Regions from separate parts of the Oryctolagus cuniculus genome. Here region 1 is linked to region 2. The links are chromatin contacts, called in public Micro-C maps. All regions are on one chromosome and are shown on one strand. The core of a region is the stretch at or near the end of the contact, and the rest is flanking DNA. Distances in the headings are between cores, read along the strand shown.

What was found. Hi-C and Micro-C count contacts between places; a contact is called where the count stands out from the background.
Region 1: a contact with region 2 is called in a Micro-C map of ear pinna, with 4 times the contacts expected there. The contact joins the promoter of TLR1 here to the enhancer-like site in region 2. A contact is called at or near these places in 2 of 6 Hi-C or Micro-C datasets (ear pinna and an unstated tissue).

What each region holds. Positions count from the first base shown.
Region 1 is chr2:32,776,640-32,780,521 of mOryCun1.1, forward strand. It overlaps TLR1 (toll like receptor 1), which reads right to left and starts at 2,548. Exons shown (of 1, transcript NM_001329082.1): 1 at 158-2,548. The coding sequence starts at 2,548. The coding sequence ends at 158.
Region 2 is chr2:32,211,573-32,215,129 of mOryCun1.1, forward strand. No RefSeq gene overlaps it. Among named protein-coding and RNA genes, the nearest start is that of TBC1D1, 260 kb to the left of the region's middle. Within about 2 kb of position 2,154, at least 1 of the 8 cell types and tissues checked has an H3K27ac peak or open chromatin away from gene starts, as enhancers often do.

The sequences.
Region 1 (3,882 bases), core at 1,298-3,797, 570 kb after region 2:
ATCAAAATCATATTATTTCATGAACTTTAACCACCATGTACTTGTACGTATGTTCATCTACGTTGTAAACTCCAAATTGTGTTTACATATGTGTGGATACAAAATAAAGTCATTGTTGGAAATCTCAAGAACAGCAATGCTGACAAGAGGAATATTCTTAGTCCTGTGTGTGATCTATGTCTTTTGTTTGCTCCATCAACTTAACATTAATGACTGCTCTTAGGTTTGCCCAGAAAAGTCCATGTTTAGTCTTCTCCTTCGGCCATTCCAAGTAAGTCCTCCGTGCCATGAGGGTTTTGAGCTTGTGGTAGCTGTTCGGAATGGAGTACTGTGGAATGGGCTCCAGCAAGATCAGGATTAAGTTATTGGATCCTTCATGGAAGAGATTGTGGTGAGCAAAGTAGAGCTCATAATGGCACCACTCACTCTGGACAAAGTTGGGAGACAAGACAAAGATGGACTTGTAACTCTTCTCAATACAATTTATGATGTTTTCCACAATGCTCTTGCCAGGAACAAAGTCTCTCTCATGGAGACAAATCTGGATATCTTCTTTTTCTAGGTTGGGTACTAATTCACTCTTCACCCATGCAGAATCATGCCCACTGTATGAAATAAAAGCATGGAACTGGAGATTTCTTTGGAGTTCCACTAGGGGGATGTTCCGAGCCCTGTGCCGGGCCTGGGTCCACTGACACACCATCCTCAGATACCAGGGCACGTCCAGGTAGACGCAGAGGCAGGTCACGGAAGCAGCCACCACCAGCACGGTGGCCCCAATGGTGACCATCAGCAGGGCTATGTTGCAGGATAACTGAGATACATGAAAGTCCTTGAGCAGGGTTCCCTTGTAGCCTTCTGGGTAGGCACACTTATAGGAATCAGGCCAGCCCTCCGCCACCTCACTCGATAGCTGGCCCATACTTTTGATGAACTCTCTTAGCTCGCATGTACAGTGGAATGGATTGCTTCCCGCTTTTATTGACGTAATCTTCTGGCAGCTCTGGAAGAAACGAGCTGATGGGTGGGACACTGCGTTGTGCTCAATGATCAGCAGAGAGAGGCTGCTGAAGGGGCCACACCCAGGGAGGTCCACGAGGGAGTTGAGAGCAACATTGAGTTCTTGCAAAGCCTCCAGGTGGGTGACATCTTTAGGAATGGCCGTTATTCTGTTATTGTGGAGATCAAGCACCTTGACCTTGGGAGGTAAACATCTGAAAACAGAGTCCGTAAGTGCATTGGAAGACAAATTTAAATTTAATAAACTTCCAGTCCAGGAACAGTCTACCTCGTTTTCATCATTTCTTAGTGAATTTTGGCTAGCATCCAACTGTTGTAGAGACTTCATCTTCGTGGTCATATGAATTAAGTTTGTGAGGTCCTTTAATTGATTCCTCTGCAGATTAAATGTCTTTAACTCAGTTAAGGTTCCACAGTTTTGAAAAATCGTGTCCGTCAAGAGGTTGTTGGAAAAATCCAAATGCAAAAATGGGCTAATTTGGAGCGGACAAAGCATATGGATCATACGTGTCCCAGACACTGTGAAATTTTGGATGTTCATATTTGACAAAATTTTGTAGATGTTACCTTGGGAAAGACTGAGCGTACTACTGGAAAATTGGTTTATAGACAAGGCCTTTATGGAAGTGTTAGAATAATTAAAATCTATGAAGTCAAGTGGACCCTGAACATTCACATTTGAAATTGAGAAATACTCTATGGTTGAGGGCCAAACCAACTGGAGGATCCTAAGGAAAGACTTCCAAGTCGTTTCAATGTTGTGTAAGGTAAAATTTGATAACCTTGGATTCTTTCGAAGTTTTGACAGAACGTTTAGGAAGAAAGAACTTTCGTTGTCATGTAGCACGCAGTTAATATTAGACAACTCCAGACTTGCTGCAGGGCTGGCTGCCACATCCAACAGGAAGCTGAATTCCTTTTTGGAGGGGAAAACAATATGCAAACTCTCTGTGTTAAAGTCTCGAAGCACGTCAGGCTCTTCTTTTTCCCCATAATGGTCTCCTAAGACCAACAAAACCTTACTGATATTCAAATGAGCGATTGGCTGCACGCTGGATTTTTGTAACTGGCTTGCACTCAGCCCCAGGAATTTCAGCTGAGACATGTTGCCAAATTGTTTGCATATGGGCAGAGCATCAAACGCATTAAACGAGAGGTCTAAGTGCTTGAAGTTCACACTAGGGTGGCAAGAAATCTTCCACAGCTCATTGTGGGACACATCCAAGTATTCCAATTCCTGGTTGTATTTGAACACACTGAAATCGAGATATCGGATTCTGTTGTGAGAAATTATCAAAATCCTCAGGTTTGAGAGTGATTGGACATCTGCTGTCTGAAGCGCAGATATGGAGTTTTGCGAAATATCTAAGACCGTGGTTTGCAGAGGCAGGTCTTTGGGAACATGGAGCAGGCCTGTTTTGGACATATTAATGGAAATCTCACTCCCATCAGATGGTTGGATTCTGACCACAAGTATTAACATGTCAATGATGGCAAGATGGAAGCTGCTAGAAATAGTGTTGGTCATTCTGGAACACTAGACATTCCTAATGGCAGTTGCTATTCTTCAGAGCCTCTTGAATCAGGTCCTAGAAAAAAAAATGCACGTTAAATGATAACATTAAATTAGGCATGGTTGACATCAAACACTTTTTATTAGAGACTCGTAAGGTGGAGGCTATATTCTTTGGGTTACACAACTTGAAGCCCGGGAAACATTAGAAAGATAGATAATTATGTCAGCTTTATCAAATAATGAGTAATACGGATGGGGTTGAAGGGTGAGACCCCAGAAGATTTGTCTGCCTCCTGCCCATGACCTAATCCCCAGAAACTGTGAATGTTATCATATTTAGAAAAAGAATCTTTTCAGGGATAAAATTAAAGATTGTTTATTAATATTTGGAAGAAGTTCAGTTTTGTTTATTTTTATTTCTTTCATACATTTGAAATGCAGAAAATGTCAGAGATGGATTTTCCATTCACTGGTTCACTCCTCAAATGTCCATAAAAGCTAGGTTTCGGTTACACTGAAGCCAGGAGCTGGGAACTCAATTCAGGTCTCCCACATGGGTGGCAAGGACCCAAGGATTTGAGCCATCGCCGGCTACCTCTCAGATGCACATCAGGCAGGAAGCTAGAAGCAGAAGTGGAGTCAGGACTCGAACCCAGGCCCTCTGGTGTGGATGCCGGCATCTCATGCAGTATCTTAATTCATCTAAGATCCACCCCAAAGTTAAGGATCTTGAGAAATGAGATCACATGGAAAATGGCCCCTAGATCTAATGACAAGTATGCCTATAAGAGGCAGAGGGGTATTTGACAGAGACAGCAGAGGACAGAATCACAAAGGAGAAAGCCACGTGAGGACGGAGGCAGAGGTTGGAGTGATACAGCCACAGGGCCAGCGACGCCAGCAGCCACAGAAGCTGGGGGGGCCCCTGGAGAGGATGCTGCCATGCGGGCACCTTGGTTTGGTCCTTGTGGCCCTCAGAACGATAACAAACGAATTTCTGTTATTTCAGACCCTTAATGGTGATTTGGTTTATGGGAACTCCTCTGGCCACACCCCTCCTGAGATCATTTGGAACTCAGGCTAAGATTCACTGGGTAGACCTCCACTCTTTGACACATACCTGCCCATGACATTCTTGAGAATTCTCCCACATGGTGAATTTGTTCTTACCTTACCTTTCAGGATCTTCACGAGGTTTGGGGGTATACCTGCGTCTTGTGCAAAAGGTGATTAATTAGATCATGATGAAAGACCTCGCAGGAAATGTGTTCTTCCATTTATTTATTCAACCAATATGTATTGATACCCTACTGGCCATGGCTTAGGAGCTAAGGGTGTAGTGAGTA
Region 2 (3,557 bases), core at 904-3,403:
GCCAGTTACTGTCTGGACTTCTGTACCACCCAGGTCCTCTCTTGTTTTCACTCTGCCCTCAGTGAGAGAATGGTCTGGCAATATGTGTATTCCTCCAGTGGATTTTTATCGTGCACCTGTTGTAATGCAGGCGCTACCTGGCACACTGAGAATTCAACAGTGGAAATAACAACAAATTCCCCACTCTGATGGAGTTTTCAGTCTCATGGGAGAAGAAAGGCAACAAATAAATAGTCACATAAGTACATAATATAACAAGTGGTGATAAATACCATAAAGAAAAATAAATCAGGGTGACATAACACAGGATGTTATATAGGAAGGTCGAAGTCACAAGACATACAAAGAGTTAAGAAGTATTCCCACTTCTTCTATTTATTGGGAAGAGTTTGACTTGTGTTGTGTTAATTCTTTACATGTTTAGTAGAATTCACCAGTGAAGCCATCTGGCCTTGGGCTTTTCTTCACTGGGAGGTGTTTGATTCCTGATCCAATCTCTCTATTTGTCACACATCTGTGATTTTCTGTTTCTTCCTGGGTTCAGGTTAGGTCATTTCTGTGTTTTTAGGAATCGTGATTACATCCAGGATGTGTAATTTGTCAGTGTACAATCATTCATTGGAATCTCTTGCAATCCTTTCTATTTATCTGAGGTCGGTAGTAATGCCTCCACTTTTGTTTCCTGATTTTAGTTATTGGCTCTCCTTTCTCTTTCTCTGCCCATCCAGCTAAGGGCTTGCCAGTTTTTAGAGGGGTGGGACCCCGAGAGTTGTCCAGTGGCAGCACATTGCTGGCAGAACGAAGAGTCCTGCCAGCTAGCATTGTGGAGATTTCCTGGGCACCAGGCGTTACTCTCAGTGCCCTACCTGGGTGGTAGGTGCTCCAACTACTGTTGTTCTTGCTGGGTGAGGAGACTGGGACACAGAGAGGGCAGTGAACCTGCCCAAGATCCCATCACTAGTGGGGTGGAGTCTGACTCCAGGACCCAGTCTTATCCTATGTACTTTGGCCTTTCATAGTCTGTGAGGTCAGTGAAAGAAAATAAAATTGCAACTACTGTCAAAGCAAAGAATGAAACAAAACCTCATCTGCTACACCTCAATATGGTGTTTTTCTCCTTTAGAAACACAGCAGTGTAGCGTTTCCATCTTGAAGTGACAAATGATACAACCATTTTATAATCTAATTTTACACCCCCAACCAGTTCCAAGATATTAGCAACCAGGTCTCAGCCATCCCTGTCATACTTTGGGTTTCATAGAAATCTCCAGTGATTTTCCAACATATGCCATTTTTAAAAAAGATTTATTTATTTTATTTGAAAGGCAGAGTTACAGAGCTGCAGAGGCAAAGGCAGAGAGAGAGAGAGAGAGAGAGAGAGAGAGGTCTTCCATCTGCTGGTTCACTCCCCAGATGGCCACAATGGCTGGACTGCACCGATCCGAAGCCAGGAGCCAGGAGCTTCTTCCAAGTCTCTTGTGGCTGCAGGGGCCATAGCGGAGAGCTGGATCAGAAGTGGAGCAGCCAAGGACTTGAACTGGTGCCCATATGGGATGCTGGCACTGTGGGCGGCAGCTTTACCCACTACGCCACAGTGCCGGCCCCCAACAGATGCCATTTTATACAAAATATTTTTCCCTTGTAATTTTTTTTCCTTTCTGGGGAAACAAAAGCGTGTTTTAGCAGCAAACAACGCATCTGCTTTTGATTTACTCATACTCAGATTGCTGAAATGTTGCTCCATAAGAGCTATTTTATTCCTCTTCAAACTTTCTTGAATCAAGTTTTTTGCCATTTCCTTCCTTTTGAACACTGAGTAATGTTTTGCTAAGGAAGGAATATGCAGATATCACTGTAGCTAGATTGGTTTAAAATCAAAAGGCAGGGCTTCTGCGGGGGCCTTGAGGAAACTTGCTCTATAGCCCACAGCTAAATCAGGCAGTGATTCAGAAACTCCGGGTATCTAAGGGTTCCAGAGACACAAAGGAGTTTTTGACCATAAGTCATTCCTACATGCTCCACGGTGGGACTGTATTTCCTCCTTGATAGAAAAAAAAAAATGTCAGTGGAGAAGAAACTTCTCTTGTCAGCTCGAGCTTTAAAAAGAAGAGGGAAGTGTGGGGTGAAAGGCTGTTTTTAAGCTCAGGCATATGTTAGAGGGGGAGGAAATGAGACCGAGCGAGAAATGAAGTGCTGACACCGAAGATCCTCCACGGCCTTGGGATGACCCGTGAATCTCGCCAGTTCCTGGAACACACACCAGAGAGCGTGCTTCATGTGAACGGCAAGTTTTGCAAGGAGTCATTGGCACTGAGCGAAGTCAGCAGAATTGGGTGTGATACCCATGTGGGCGGGTCCATAGGGTGAGAACCCCATTTCCGCATCCATCCATCCATCCATCCATCCCAGAAATACCAGGGAAGTCAGGCAGGAAGGACAGGAGGAAAGGGAAGCTGCATTCTCCTGATCCCTTGTTATGCCAGTGATGATGAATAGGCTTCGTCCCCAGACAACGCTGAGAGGCAGTGGCTGCTCCAGGGGCTGTGTCCAGAAGAATTCTGCAGTTTGGTCTGATTCTAGAGCCCAGAGTAGAATCCATCAAGAAGTCAGCTATGGGCGTGATTGGGGTGAGTGTCAGCTGTCACATATGTCCTCAGACGTGCCAGTGCCCCAGCGCAGGGCTGGGTAGGTGGAGGAGACCAAGGAAAGTTGGCTCAGTGCCTATCCAAGGTGGGGAGAGGGCAGAAGAGCTGGAGGCAATGGGGGGATTCAGACTGAGGGTTCACAACTCTGCCCTGCTGGTGACGCTCCTGCCCTTTGTACGCAATCCCCTTGCTACTGTGCTCAGTCAGAGCATCCGTGGGTCATCAGCTTCAACACCGGGAACTCCAGGGTGATGAGAGTGCCGCAGGTCAGATGGCCCCAGCCCGCAGCCCCAGCCCCGATGCCGAAAAGGTGGCTGTACTTCCAAAAGCCTTCAAGTCTGTTTTCTCCTCTAGAAAACAGAGTAAAAACTGCTAATTTTTAGAATTGTGGTGAAGAGAATGTGTAAAAACCATTGAATGAATGTGTTTGTTTGAAAGGCAGAGAGAGGAAAGAGAGAGAAACGCAGAGAAGTGTCCCGTCTGCTGGTTCACTCCCCAGAGGTCCAGGACAGCTAGGGTTGGGCCAGGCCAAAGCCAGGCGCCTGGAATCCAGTCCATCCAGGTCTCCAACGTGGGTGGCAGGGACCCAGCCTCTGGAGCCATCACATGCCGTCTTCCGGTACGCTGATTTGCAGGAAGCTGGTATTGGGAATGAAGCTGGTCCTTGAACCCAAGTGCTTTAAAGTGGGACGCAGGCATGAGGGTTAAGCTTAAAAGGAAGGGCCTGGCTGGCAGCAACACTTGATACATGGTTCATATTCTTACAAAAGTACCCGTGGTGCACCCTCATGGATACCCAAATCAAAACTGCGATATTTGCACGTAACCTACACAATCCTCCTGTATATTTTGCCGTCTCTAACCCCTGATGCATTTTGTTATAGTGGAATACGCTAGAACACCCCATACAGT